2 separate regions of the Rattus norvegicus genome follow, and region 2 is linked to region 1. The links are chromatin contacts, called in public Hi-C maps. All regions are on one chromosome and are shown on one strand. Each heading gives the region's core, a stretch centred on a gene start, on an enhancer-like site or on the middle of the called end of the contact. The rest is flanking DNA. Distances are from core to core; before and after follow the strand shown.

Evidence for each region. A called contact is a pair of places that touch in the nucleus more often than the background predicts.
Region 2: a contact with region 1 is called in a Hi-C map of liver, with 3 times the contacts expected there. The contact joins the promoter of Ppm1a here to the promoter of Dhrs7 in region 1. A contact is called at or near these places in 1 of 12 Hi-C or Micro-C datasets (liver) and 1 of 1 datasets of contacts at active chromatin or transcription factors (oligodendrocytes).

Annotation. Positions count from the first base shown.
Region 1 is chr6:97,080,207-97,086,095 of GRCr8, forward strand. Dhrs7 (dehydrogenase/reductase 7) reads right to left here and starts at 3,538. Exons shown (of 7, transcript NM_001271394.1): 1 at 3,354-3,538. The coding sequence starts at 3,486.
Region 2 is chr6:97,176,850-97,182,738 of GRCr8, forward strand. It overlaps Ppm1a (protein phosphatase, Mg2+/Mn2+ dependent, 1A), which reads left to right and starts at 2,294. Exons shown (of 6, transcript NM_017038.2): 1 at 2,294-2,360. It overlaps LOC120103550 (a long non-coding RNA gene), which reads right to left and starts at 2,203. Exons shown (of 4, transcript XR_010052268.1): 1 at 1,277-2,203; 2 at 523-613.

The DNA of each region.
Region 1 (5,889 bases), core at 2,288-4,787:
GTGCATGGTGGGGTGTGTGTGCATGGTGGGGTGTGTGTGCATGGTGGGGTGTGTGTGCATGGTGGGGTGTGTGTGCATGGCGGGGTGTGTGTGCATGGTGGGGTGTGTGTGCATGGTGGGGTGTGTGTGCATGGTGGGGTGTGTGTGCATGGTGGGGTGTGTGTGTATGGTGGGGTGTGTGTGCATGGTGGGGTGTGTATGCATGGTGGGGTATGTGTGCATGTGCCAGTCAGGGGGACAATCTGAGAAGTCAGTTCTTTTCTTCCACCTTTTTGTGGTGTGCAGGGTGGCACTCGGGCACACTGTTCAGCAAGCAGCTTTAATGCTGGTCTCACTGTTGTGGGTCCTCACCACAGAAGACTAGGTTTAAGCCAATAGGAAGCCTTTATTAGCCATCTGGCAACTACACTGGGTGCATGGGATCCCAGGGTAGCCCCAGCCTTTCTTGGATGAGCTTTTAAGCACAAAAACTATATTCTGGGTTGACACACTTCAGAAGCAGAACTACAGAAGCTAAAAAGCAAGGTTCGTCCCTTTAGAGCCTTTTCCAGAACTATGGACTTGGATGGATTAGTTCTTTATTTCGTTTTCAGCAGGAGGTGCTGTTTTTGTTTTTGTTTTTGTTTTTGTTTTTTCTTTTTTTCGGAGCTGGGGACTGAACCCAGGGCCTTGCGCTTGCTAGGCAAGCGCTCTACCACTGAGCTAAATCCCCAACCCCAAGGTGCTGTTTTTATGCTCTGAATGGTACTTTAAGGAGTCAGTTGTGCTAAGATCTGGGGGCCTACTAAGTACTGAGGCTCTGTAACACTCACCAGACCTCATGTGGTCTCTCATGGGCTCTAATTTATACCATGACAGGGGGCAATAAGGCTCTCTAGGCTGGCCCTTACTCCATTCTTGTCTATGAGCTTAACACAATTCCATATTAAAAACCATCACAAGAACATCATGGAGTCTGAGTTCTTCAGAAACCTGAGGTCTTCTGGAGTAAGTTATGCACATTAGTCTATTACATCCACCGAGGCAGTGACTCTGTCCTCCTTCATCTCAACAGGGGTCTAACACCTTGCAAAAACTAGAATATCAAAAGGACTCCATAAGTAAGGATCTACTGAATAAACACCAAGAACCCTGGCTGAAACAGAACCCACACTGTCTGCTGCCCTATGGTGCACACATTCAGACATGGTCAAGTTAGGTCGCCAGTGCTGAGGCCTGATTCCCATGCTGCGAGTATAACAAACATTGGAACTATCATCAAACCATAGCCAAAGCCCTAAACAGTATTTTAAAACCCGACTGCTTCTTAGACATTCGGACACATATAACTTGTCCTAGAAATAACCAAACTATGTAAACAAAGCTTTCCTTTCAGGTAAAATGCTTTCAAGACTTTGCACAAGTAAGAGATGTGTACTCAGACAGCCATTTACAACTGCTTACTAAAAGCTTGTTTATACATTACCCTACATACCGTTTACTTTGTAACTGTTACTAATCAGCCTCAATTAACATAGTCCAACTTTTTTTTACACCAATTAACACCTATTATATAAAGCCAGAGTAAAAATGTTCTCAGGCTCAAGTTTATGCTCACGTGATGACAGATATGAAACCCATCTTCTCATCCTGAAGTGGGAAATTTAATTTAGCATCCATTTTTGTTCATTAAGTGTTTCCATAGAATCTGGCAATCATGAAGAAAAAAGAAAACAGACTCTGAGAGTTGACAAGAAACCTAGAGTTTAATGTCCAACCCAGCTTGAAAAATCTCTCCCAAGGCCCTTAACCACTCTGTCTCATCCCTCACAAGATGTGGAAGCTGCTTCTCCCTAACGTGAGGGAGCTTCCATACCCAAAGTCCTGTCTTCTCTAAGACTAAACACACCCAATTGCTGCTATTAGACCTCTCAAAACACCCCTCACCCCTCTTACACACCTCTGCCTAGCTCAGATTGGTGTTTGATATGTATTTGGATGCTGTTAATATTTTTACATTTCAAACATAATTAACATGTTAATAATTTTTATATGATCATATAATTTATAAACGGATTAAATCTTCCATTTTAATAAAAGCACTGAGGCCAAACACAAACAACACCCACAGGCAGCCGATAGCTGTGAACTGACACAAATCTGTTTAAACAATGCTCGGTGAAGAGTTACAGTTAACAGATGTATGGGGTATTCAGGGATTCTTGCCCTCAATAATGAGAGACAGTCTCCAGGTCACAGCCATACATTTTCAGTTTTGCAGCACGGAATTCACAAGCACACTGTGCGGTTGCCTTTGTCAGTGCTGCAACTGTTAGAGCCAAGGAAACGCAGCTTCAGAACTAAGACAGCAAGGATATCCAGAGTTTGGGAGGGACATAAAATACTATCACCTGTTTTTCTCAGTCTGCAGGACCCAGGTTTCACCTACTCCTGCCCCGTTGACTTTGAATACAGTACCTTCTGAGTCACCAGCGACTTCAAAGCACATTTTCTCAGGTGCTCTCTGTGTGTATTTTTCACCGTGAATAATGGGATCCCACTTACTTCTTTAAGGATCAAAAAAAGCCTACCTAGGGCAGGTATTCGTATTGACAAAACAATACGAATAATGCCCGTGTTATAAGAATTGTTCCCTCCAAAGGTCCGAGGCTGAGCACACTGCCTACGTGACATGACATGACACACAGCAGTATCTGTGGACTGATATGTCAAAGCCTGTGAATCACGCATTAAGTGAACATCAAACACCGAGCAAGCCGTAGGCCAAAGCGAAGCAGGTGCAATGCTCCTTGTGTACCCAGCATGATCTCCCTCCGAGCAAAATGCCACCTCAGTGCTTTCTATTGTGAAATTTTTAGCCTAATGAGTAGGTAAGGGGGTGGTGAGTCAGACCAAATTTTCTTTCAGTGCTTTGGGAGAGTAAAAAGCACAGGATATAAAATCTTCGGGATGAACAGACAACTGGGCCTCTTACAAAGCAAGGGGTACACTCTGCTCTCTATGGTGCCGTCCCTGATAGTGTCCCGGGATCCGTGGGATCCTACTGAAGAAGTCTGTGTCCTGCAGGCATCAAAGGATTGCAGTTCTCTCTTGGAGTTTACATTTTCTATCCTAGTCTGGGCAAATCAGTCCCATTTTCGAATTAAGACAAGGGACAGAGTGAGTACGCCTGTTTACCTACTGCTTCTTCCTCCCCGACACACAACCCTTGGGCAAGCCTCAGCTTGGCAACAGAGACTCCATCCTACCCAGAGGGACCTCTGCCCTGCTCCCTGTCAGCGGAGCTCAGGATGCTCCTCTGCCACTCGCTGCAGGGGCTCTCCCTTAGAGCGCAGGCAGTTGAGGATGCTCACCTGGGCGTCGCCCTTGCCACTCGGCCCACAACAAGGTTAGGTCGGCATCTGCCCGCAGGAAGCGTAGGAACTGCACCAGGGGCAGGATCACTGCGCACAGCGCCAGCAGCCAGAGCAGCAGCTCCCAGCTCATGGCTGTCACTTGCCTGCCCCTCTCTGTGGGCGAGCGGAAGACGGTCGGCGCCCTACATCTACGCCGCGGGTCACAACCCCGGGGCTCCACCCAGAGAGTCCCCGAAGGCGGGGCTTCATCTGGGTCCCGGGCTGCACCGCGGCTTTGGGGAAACACCGCCGAGCTCCAGAACTGGAACTCTACGCGTCCCTGCGGTGTGTTGCAATGGAAGGCATGGGAAACAAAATTACTTGGGGCACTGCTGTTGGGAGAGCAGTCAACAAGACTTGTGAGGGCATGAACAAGTCTTTTATAGCCCTTTTTAGGACGACGTGCTTTTCAGGGCTTTGGTGGTGCCTTGGAGAGAAACAAAACAATCTATCTTTGAACAATGCTGCCCGCTCCTAGCCCCGGGTCCCATCCCCCACTCCACGCTGGGACTTGTGCCCAGGTCCTTCTACCCGCTGGGCAAGTTCCCAACAGCTGAGCCAAACCCTCACTCCTTCACCCCTTTTCCTAATCTGTTTTTCTTTCTCTTTAAGCGTGTGGACCAAGATGAGCGTACCGAAGTAACCCAGCAGTTAAACTGGGTTGCCCGCGTGGATGGTCCACTTATGTTTAGAAAAATATTACAAATGATACTCATTTGGCCAAAAGCTGAATATCATGGCTCAGCCAAATCAGAATATAAGATTAACTGGGCTGGAACGCAATTGTTGTTAAGTTCCGGGAGTTAAAAACACCCAGGTTGGTGTCCCTTGACACCCCATGTAAATGATATCTCGATCATTTGATATCATTTGAATGAGAAAAGGCCACTGTGCACAGCGATTGCCTTTATTCTTTCTTCCGGTATTTGTTGGTGCTGTGTTTACAAGTTGTCACTATTTTTTCATTGCAGTGAGGAGGTTTACAAAGGCCTATAGTTTGCACCTGCAGAGTGCTCTATGCAGTAAATGTTTGAACTAGTGTTAATCAGACGTTGCTGTGGTGTAGATCAAGGTGCATGTACGTCAGTTAGCTAAACTTTAATCGCTCTAGCTGGTGTGTCACCTGGGCCATGTGAACTTCATTTTCTTCGCAGCACATTATTGATAATAAGATGTCTTAAAACACCACACAGAGTCTCATGCTGAGCCTTATCCAGATGTTTTCCCTTCTGTAAAAGGCAAGGACTATGGTGGATCTAGTGTTGCATTGGGGTCACAACCCCCAGCTGTGGAGATGACTGGGACAGTAGGCTTGGGGGACTGGCAGGAAAGTATGATCTCTCCCTGTCCACCCCTAGGGATTAGACTGTGTGGGTGTTGGAGATCAAAGCACCAAGGCTGAGGTTCAGACTGCTTTTGCTGGAGCTGGAGAGTTGGCTCTGCTGTTAAGAAACACTTGTTGCCCACGCAGAGAACCTGGGTTCAATTTCCAGCACCCACATGGCAACTCACATCTGTCTGTAACTCTTGTCCCAGGGGATTCAGTTCCCTTTTCTGACCTCAGAGGGCATCAGACATTCACCCGGTGCACAAACATACTTGCGGACAAAACATTCATGTACACAAAAAATAATAAAATGTTACTAAAATCTATTTAGCTTTTGTGTGGATGTGCACATGTATGTATGTGTACATGTGTGGGGTTCACAGGACAATTTTTGGAAGTCAGACTCTATTTACACTTTGTGGGTCTTAGGGATCAAACTCCTACTACCAGGTGCCTCTATCTGCTGAGCTGTCTCCTCGGCCCCCAAGTGGATCTTTTAATATGATAATTTGATCTGGTATGAATGTTTCCTTCAAACCAACATGTGTAGTTATTGTGTTCAACTAAGTGTTCCTTTTGTTAACATAAGAAATTCTTGGGCTGGAGAGATGGCTCAGCAGTTAAGAGCACCCGACTGCTCTTCCAGAGGTCATGAGTTCAATTCCCAGCAACCACATGGTGGCTCACAACCATCTGTAAAGAGATCCGATGCCCTCTTCTGGTGTATCTGAAGACAGCTACAGTGTACTTATATATAATAAATAAATAAATAAATAAATCGAAAAAAAAAAAAAAAGAAATTCTTAGTTTGAGGCATGTGATCTCTCTGAGTTTGAAGCCAGTGTGGTCTACATAGCGAGCCCCAGCACAAGCAGTGCTACACAGTGAGAGCCTACAATGAAACAAGACAAAAACTCCAGGTTTTTAATTAATTAATTGGTTATATGTTCTGACTCAGCTGGACTATGATATCTAAATTTTGTTCAAATATCAGTCTAGATATTACTGTGAGGGTATTTTAAAGATGTATTTAGCATTTGAATCAACAGACTTTCAGTAAATCACACACATCCTACCCTTCATAATGTGGGAAATTCAGTTAGTTGAAACTTTATGAGAAAACAGCTGAAAGCTAGGAAGTGAAGATCTTGCTTCCAGACGACCCTT
Region 2 (5,889 bases), core at 1,044-3,543, 95 kb after region 1:
CACACACACACACACACACACACACACACACACACACACACAGCACTAAATAGTGACTGTCACATTACTTTTCTACCTTGGAACATTGACAAATCCACTCGAATGTCCATCATGCAGTAACTTGTTCAAGTACTAAAAGTACTATGAATTGAGTCAGGTATGGTGGCACACACTTGTTCCATCAACAACCCAGACGCAGATTGGGAGGATCCCTGTATATTTGAGGCCAACAAGAGCTACACAGAGACCTTGTCTCAGAAAACAAAATGAAACAAAACAAGCACATGCACATAACACAAACCCTAACCAGGGCTGAGGACAGAATTCAGTGGTTGAGGACTTAACCTGACTTTAATCCCCACATCAATAATAAAACTTAAATAAACCGTCCTGTATACATAATATATAACCCAATAAAGTGGCATTTCATTAAAAGATTCTGCATCTAATTTCATTTTTTTCTCCACTTGTGTAGAAAAGAACTAAGAACTGTATAGTGAATTTTATTTTTACTTTATATACCTGGAGATGTTACATATTCATCTTATTCCCAAGATACTGAGTGATTTGGAGGGTCAGTGGGTCTGCTGGCAACTGGTAGTCATAGGTGGTCCTGCCGTTAGATGTCAGGTGTGAAAGTGAAGAAAGAGAATCATTTTCCACAAGTCATGGTGAAAATATCGGACATGGTTTCCACAATATCCAAAGTAGAGAAATAGTTTATGGAATGATAGTCTGCGAAAAGCAGGTTGCATTTGATCTTTGAGTCAAGACAATGGAGTTGTTTTTAACAGACACAAAGTAGCAGGGTGCAAATCTCAGTAAGCTCCAGAGGGGGCAGGCCACAGTGCAATTCATCTTACTGGCTTGAACTCTATGTGGCTAATAGTTTTTACATATATATATAATATATATATATTCATATATTATATATAACATATATATTATATGTATATATATATATATATATATATCTATTTAAAGCATTAGCCTGTTTCAACGGAATATATGCTTTTTCTTTGTATTATACCAGAATCTCTCTTAAACTTCTATTCCTGCGATTTTGGTGTAAGGGTTAAGCAGTGACTGAAAAGCTGGAAAGGCACCCCAGCCAATGGGAACTCATACTGGTGATGTACTGCTTTCCAGCTCTGATTCATTGGCTGCCTAGGGTTTGTCATTCTATCCCGGCGTCTGCAAGCAGCGTGGGTCGGATTTTCTGTGGTCTAGCTAGCTAAACTGGATTCTGGTCGCCTGCACGTGCAGCTTCAATTACCTTTAGCTCATCTCTAGCTCTTCATGAAAGCAGCTGTCATGTTTCTGGTTACCCTCTAGATTTAAAAAAAAAATAATAATCCTCGGTTCCATTAACCCCTTTGGAGGTCTTTGGAAGTGTCCGTTGAGACCGGATCACGTGACCCTGTAACGTGCACATAAATACAATTCGGAATCCCTAGAGCGACTCAGGGACAACCCGCCAGAAGCTCGAGGCACGTGTCCCAAGGCGTGAACTGGTTGCACACGCACGATTGCGGTATGGCCGTGGCAGCCGTGTGGGCCCCCTGAGGTCGAAGGGCAGGCTGACTCCCCTACGCCGGGCCCTAACCGAGACTGCACCTGATGACTGGCGTCTGTAGGCAGGTGTAAGAGTCAGGTGTGGACGAAGACCGCCGGGTTTGGAGGGGGCCCTCCGCGCTCTAGCACGAAGGCCGCGCGCCTGGCTCCCACCCAGGACTTCGAGGCTCCCAAGGGATCAGCCCGCGGCGCCGGCGGCCCCACAGCAGCCGGCTAAGGAGCAGCGCAGGGCAGTGACGTCACCACAGCCCCTCCCCCGCCCTAGCCGCAGTTCCGGCCCTCCCACATCCGGGTCTCTCCAGCCCATGGGCCGCGCCGCAGCTGCAGGGCCGGGGGTGGGGGGAGCGGCGGCGCGGGGCGGGACCGGGCAGGGAGAGGGGCAGCGCGGTCGAGAGCGCGCGTGCGCGGGGCCGCGCTAGAGGCGGCGGCGGCGCTAGGGGCGGGAGCGCGCGCAGGAGCTAGAACGCCGTGGTCTCCGCGCCGGCCGGGTCCGCAGCTTGGGATCGGGTGGCTGGGGCGGGGGGAGGGGGGCCCAGGCAGGTGGGGCGGAAAGCGATGAATCCTCGGCGCCTCCTCCGCCTCCCGCGGGCCCCGCTCTCTGCCTCCCGCTCCGACGCCCGGATGATCTGAGCCGCGAGGGCTCCGAGAGCCGGGGGCCCGGACCCAGCCCGGCTCCTCCCCTCCTCCGCCCGGGCCCGGCCGCCGTCGCGGGACCCCGTGCCCGGCCGCCGTCGCCACCGCCGCCCCGGCCGACCGAGGGACCCGCCCGCCCGCGGCTGCTCCGGGTAAGCGCGGCGCGAGGGCCAGGGCGAGGGCGGGCGGGCCTGTGCGGCGGCAGCCAGGCCTGGGGCCTGTAAACAAGCCGGGCGTCTGCCCGGGCGATCCCGGGAGGAGACGCGACAACTCCACCCCCTGGGCGGCCTCCTCCTGGAGTCCGCGCCGGGCGGCGAGGGGTTAACGCGCGGCGGGGGCGGGGGCGGGGTGTGTGAGGCGGCAGGGAAGGGGCGCGACCCTCGGCCGGGCGGGGCGGACACTAGCGGCCGCCGAACTTTCGGGTTCGGGGAGCCTGCTGCGGGGTCTCCCCTAGAACAGACCAGCCGGTGAGTCCTCTGGATTTGGAGACTCACCCGCTGGGCTGAAAGTGAGACCCCCCAACTCCGTAGTAATGCCTCCAATTCATTCATTATTCCGGCTTGGAGCAAACTCATTGAAGTAAACTACAGGTTTTGCATCATTTTGGCCTTGTATATTGGAGGAAAGTTCTTTATGTTAGAGTTTAGTTGAGGCTTAGCTCCCTTCTGCTTGTAGGTTGTAAATACACTCGGATCCTCTTGAAAGACAGCTGGCTGTAGAGAGAGCCTTCTGCCAACTGGAGTTTTAGATGTTTTGCACATTTCACCATCCGAAGTATATTTTTCTCTTCTCTCAAGCACCACATGATATTTAGAAATCCACAGAAGTCAGAGTCTAAGCAATCTATGTTGCCGCTCCCACCCCAAGTTTCCTGCTAGTTGGAATAATGTGCCTGATGTATTTTTAAACGTGGTTAGTGTATACGAGATTGTCATTGTTTGAGAATAAATGATTTTGACGTTATGAAAATTAGTTTTCAACAGTTCTGAGAAGAAGAAAAAGCAATCTTTTCAAACCCGGGCTTTCAGATTCCAAACATTACCACTTTCTGGAAGGAGGAAAAGCCCTCTGAAGAGTCAGAATTTAAATGGTTGTCTTCTGGGCCTTAGGATTTTAGAGTTTCTGAGGGATCACTCTGTAGTCAGTAGCGCTTGGTCCTCCTCACCTCTGTTTAACCAGACCGAATACTTCATTTTCACACTTCTACCTTTTTGTATTTTGGACATTTTCCAAAGATTATTTCTGTAGTTATAGATGAGGAAACTTAGGACTAGAAAGACAGGAGCACACACCCACACACTTTTACATCTTAGATACTGCCTTTTTATTGCCTTAATGTCTCCTTTTACCGCTTAATAATTTGAAGCACGAAAAGCACATCGGCTTCCCAGTGCTACAGTGTTTTTTATATTTAAAAACTACCTTGCGTTTTTTTTTATGTTTGTCTGTTTTGCATTGCTGGGTATAGATTTTTAGCTCAGGGCCTCTTGAATGGTGAGTTACACTCCCAACCCCAGTTCTCATTTGTCTATCTTGTAAATATCTGATTAAACAGTCAGCTATGTTGGGATGATTGCTTTTAACCTGGAAGTTTACAGCAGTAACAGATTGAAATTATAGTGAACTACATGTGCAAGTTTCTTCAAACATTTGTATTTAATACTAAACACTTATTTTTACCTCGGAAGTAATTATGATGGTGGTATAAAATATTAAGATGGATATCTATCGTTCCACATTAGTTGCCTTAATATATGTTTGAAAAATAGCATAATTGGCCAAGCATCAAGTTGCCCCTTGGAGGGTTTGTATCTCTACTTCACATGGATTGAATAACTATATTTCAGTATGAAGCACTGCCATGATGAACCATAATTACAGTATAAGCTGCTGTAAGGAACCCTGCTCTGCCAGAAAAGTGCTGAAAATATCTGTGTCCACAGACATGTCCTGTAACCTTTGAGTCTCAGCTTCGGAATCAGTAATGCCAGGGGTTGGATTACATCATCCCATGTATAGTTATTACTGTTTGTGGGGTTTTTTGCTATTCTGTGACTGTTAACACATACCTTTCACAAATACTTGATAGGTGCCAGCCACTTAGATGTGTTACCATTCTGAAATTTACTTTTCTTTGTGGGCTCTGTTGTATTGAAGTTTGTGGCTGTGGTTTAGGGAAGCTTCCTGTAGTGGCCTTCGCTTATCTTTCTCTTGCCGTTGGGAGCCTAGAAGAACCTGTGGGGCAGACAGGAGGATGGATGTCTGCAGAGACAGCATGTTTGAAAGAAGCTGGGATCCTCAGTGGTTAGATAGGCATTATAAGAATACAGGGAAAAAAAGAAAGAAAAAGAGTATTCCGTGTGTGTGTGTGTGTGTGTGTGTGTGTGTGTGTGTGTGTGTGTGTGTGTTCGATCAAGCCGAGAGTGTTGTTGATTTTGTCTTACTAAACTTTTGTTTGGAAATTCACCTAATACCTAGTTGTCATCCTCCCCACCCCCCTACCAAAACGTGTAGCAACCTCTTTTGCTAAGTGGTTACTAAATGCAAGCATCTTTCGAATTTTTTTCAGACCACATGTTGACTGTTTACCCTATGGCCAATAGAATGAATTGCAGCTCCTGGTTTAGCCATCATTATTTCTCTAAAAGACTGTCTTGAGGCTAGTCTGTTCAGATACAAAGATTATTCTGATATGTATTTGATGTTTCTTTCAAATGATCATCTGAAGTAATTCCCTTGAGTATGTTTCATCTTTAATCAAATCAGAAGACAGTCTTAAACAAAAATCAGCTCAAGGGGAGTTGACCCAAACAGATGAACTAAAGCTTTGGCCCTGTGTCATACACAGGGACAGACCTCAGGAGAGGAGCACATACTGCGTGGCGTTAGGAGGGTTCCTGAAATGTCATGTTTGCCCTGCCTTCAGATAACACTTACTTAACAGTTCAGTGGCCTCTCGTGTTACTTCGTTGTTTTTAGCAAGAATGTATGTATTTTCTGTCCTGTTATTAACCATTCTCATGTAAGAAGCTTGGATTAATGCTAAAGAAAGGCTGATTATATTCTTCATGCTTTCTAATGTTTAATGCATCCATATATAAGATTTAAATTATTTTATTTATTTATTTATTTATTTATTTATTTACTTTTTGGAGACAGAGTCTTACTACATAACCTTGGCTAGCCTAGAACTTACTATGTAGACAGGCTGGCCTTGAACTCACAGAAATCCATCTAATGCTTGGCTCCCAGTGCTGGGATGAAAGGCACATGCCACCATACTTAGCTATAAGTAACACTTTTTTGCTTCATTATATGTTTCCAGAATGAATGAAAAATATAAAAAATGATTGTAATCTTTATATTACCTGTCTAAATACTACCTGTACCGAGCTCCTCCCTGCCCCAGGCAAGAAGAGCTAGAGAAAGTGTTGAGTGTGATGAGCTCTACCTTTACATAAAATGTATTAAGACAATATTTTTTTAAGTACATCTATACTTGTATGAGTACACTGTAGCTGTCTGCAGACACACCAGAAGACAACATTGGATCCCATTACAGATGGTTATGAGCCACCATGTGGTTGCTAGGAATTGGCCTCTGGACCTCTGGGAGAGCAAATGACTGAGCCAGCTCTCCAGCCCTAAACTTGACAATTTTTATAAGAAACTAAAAAGTGC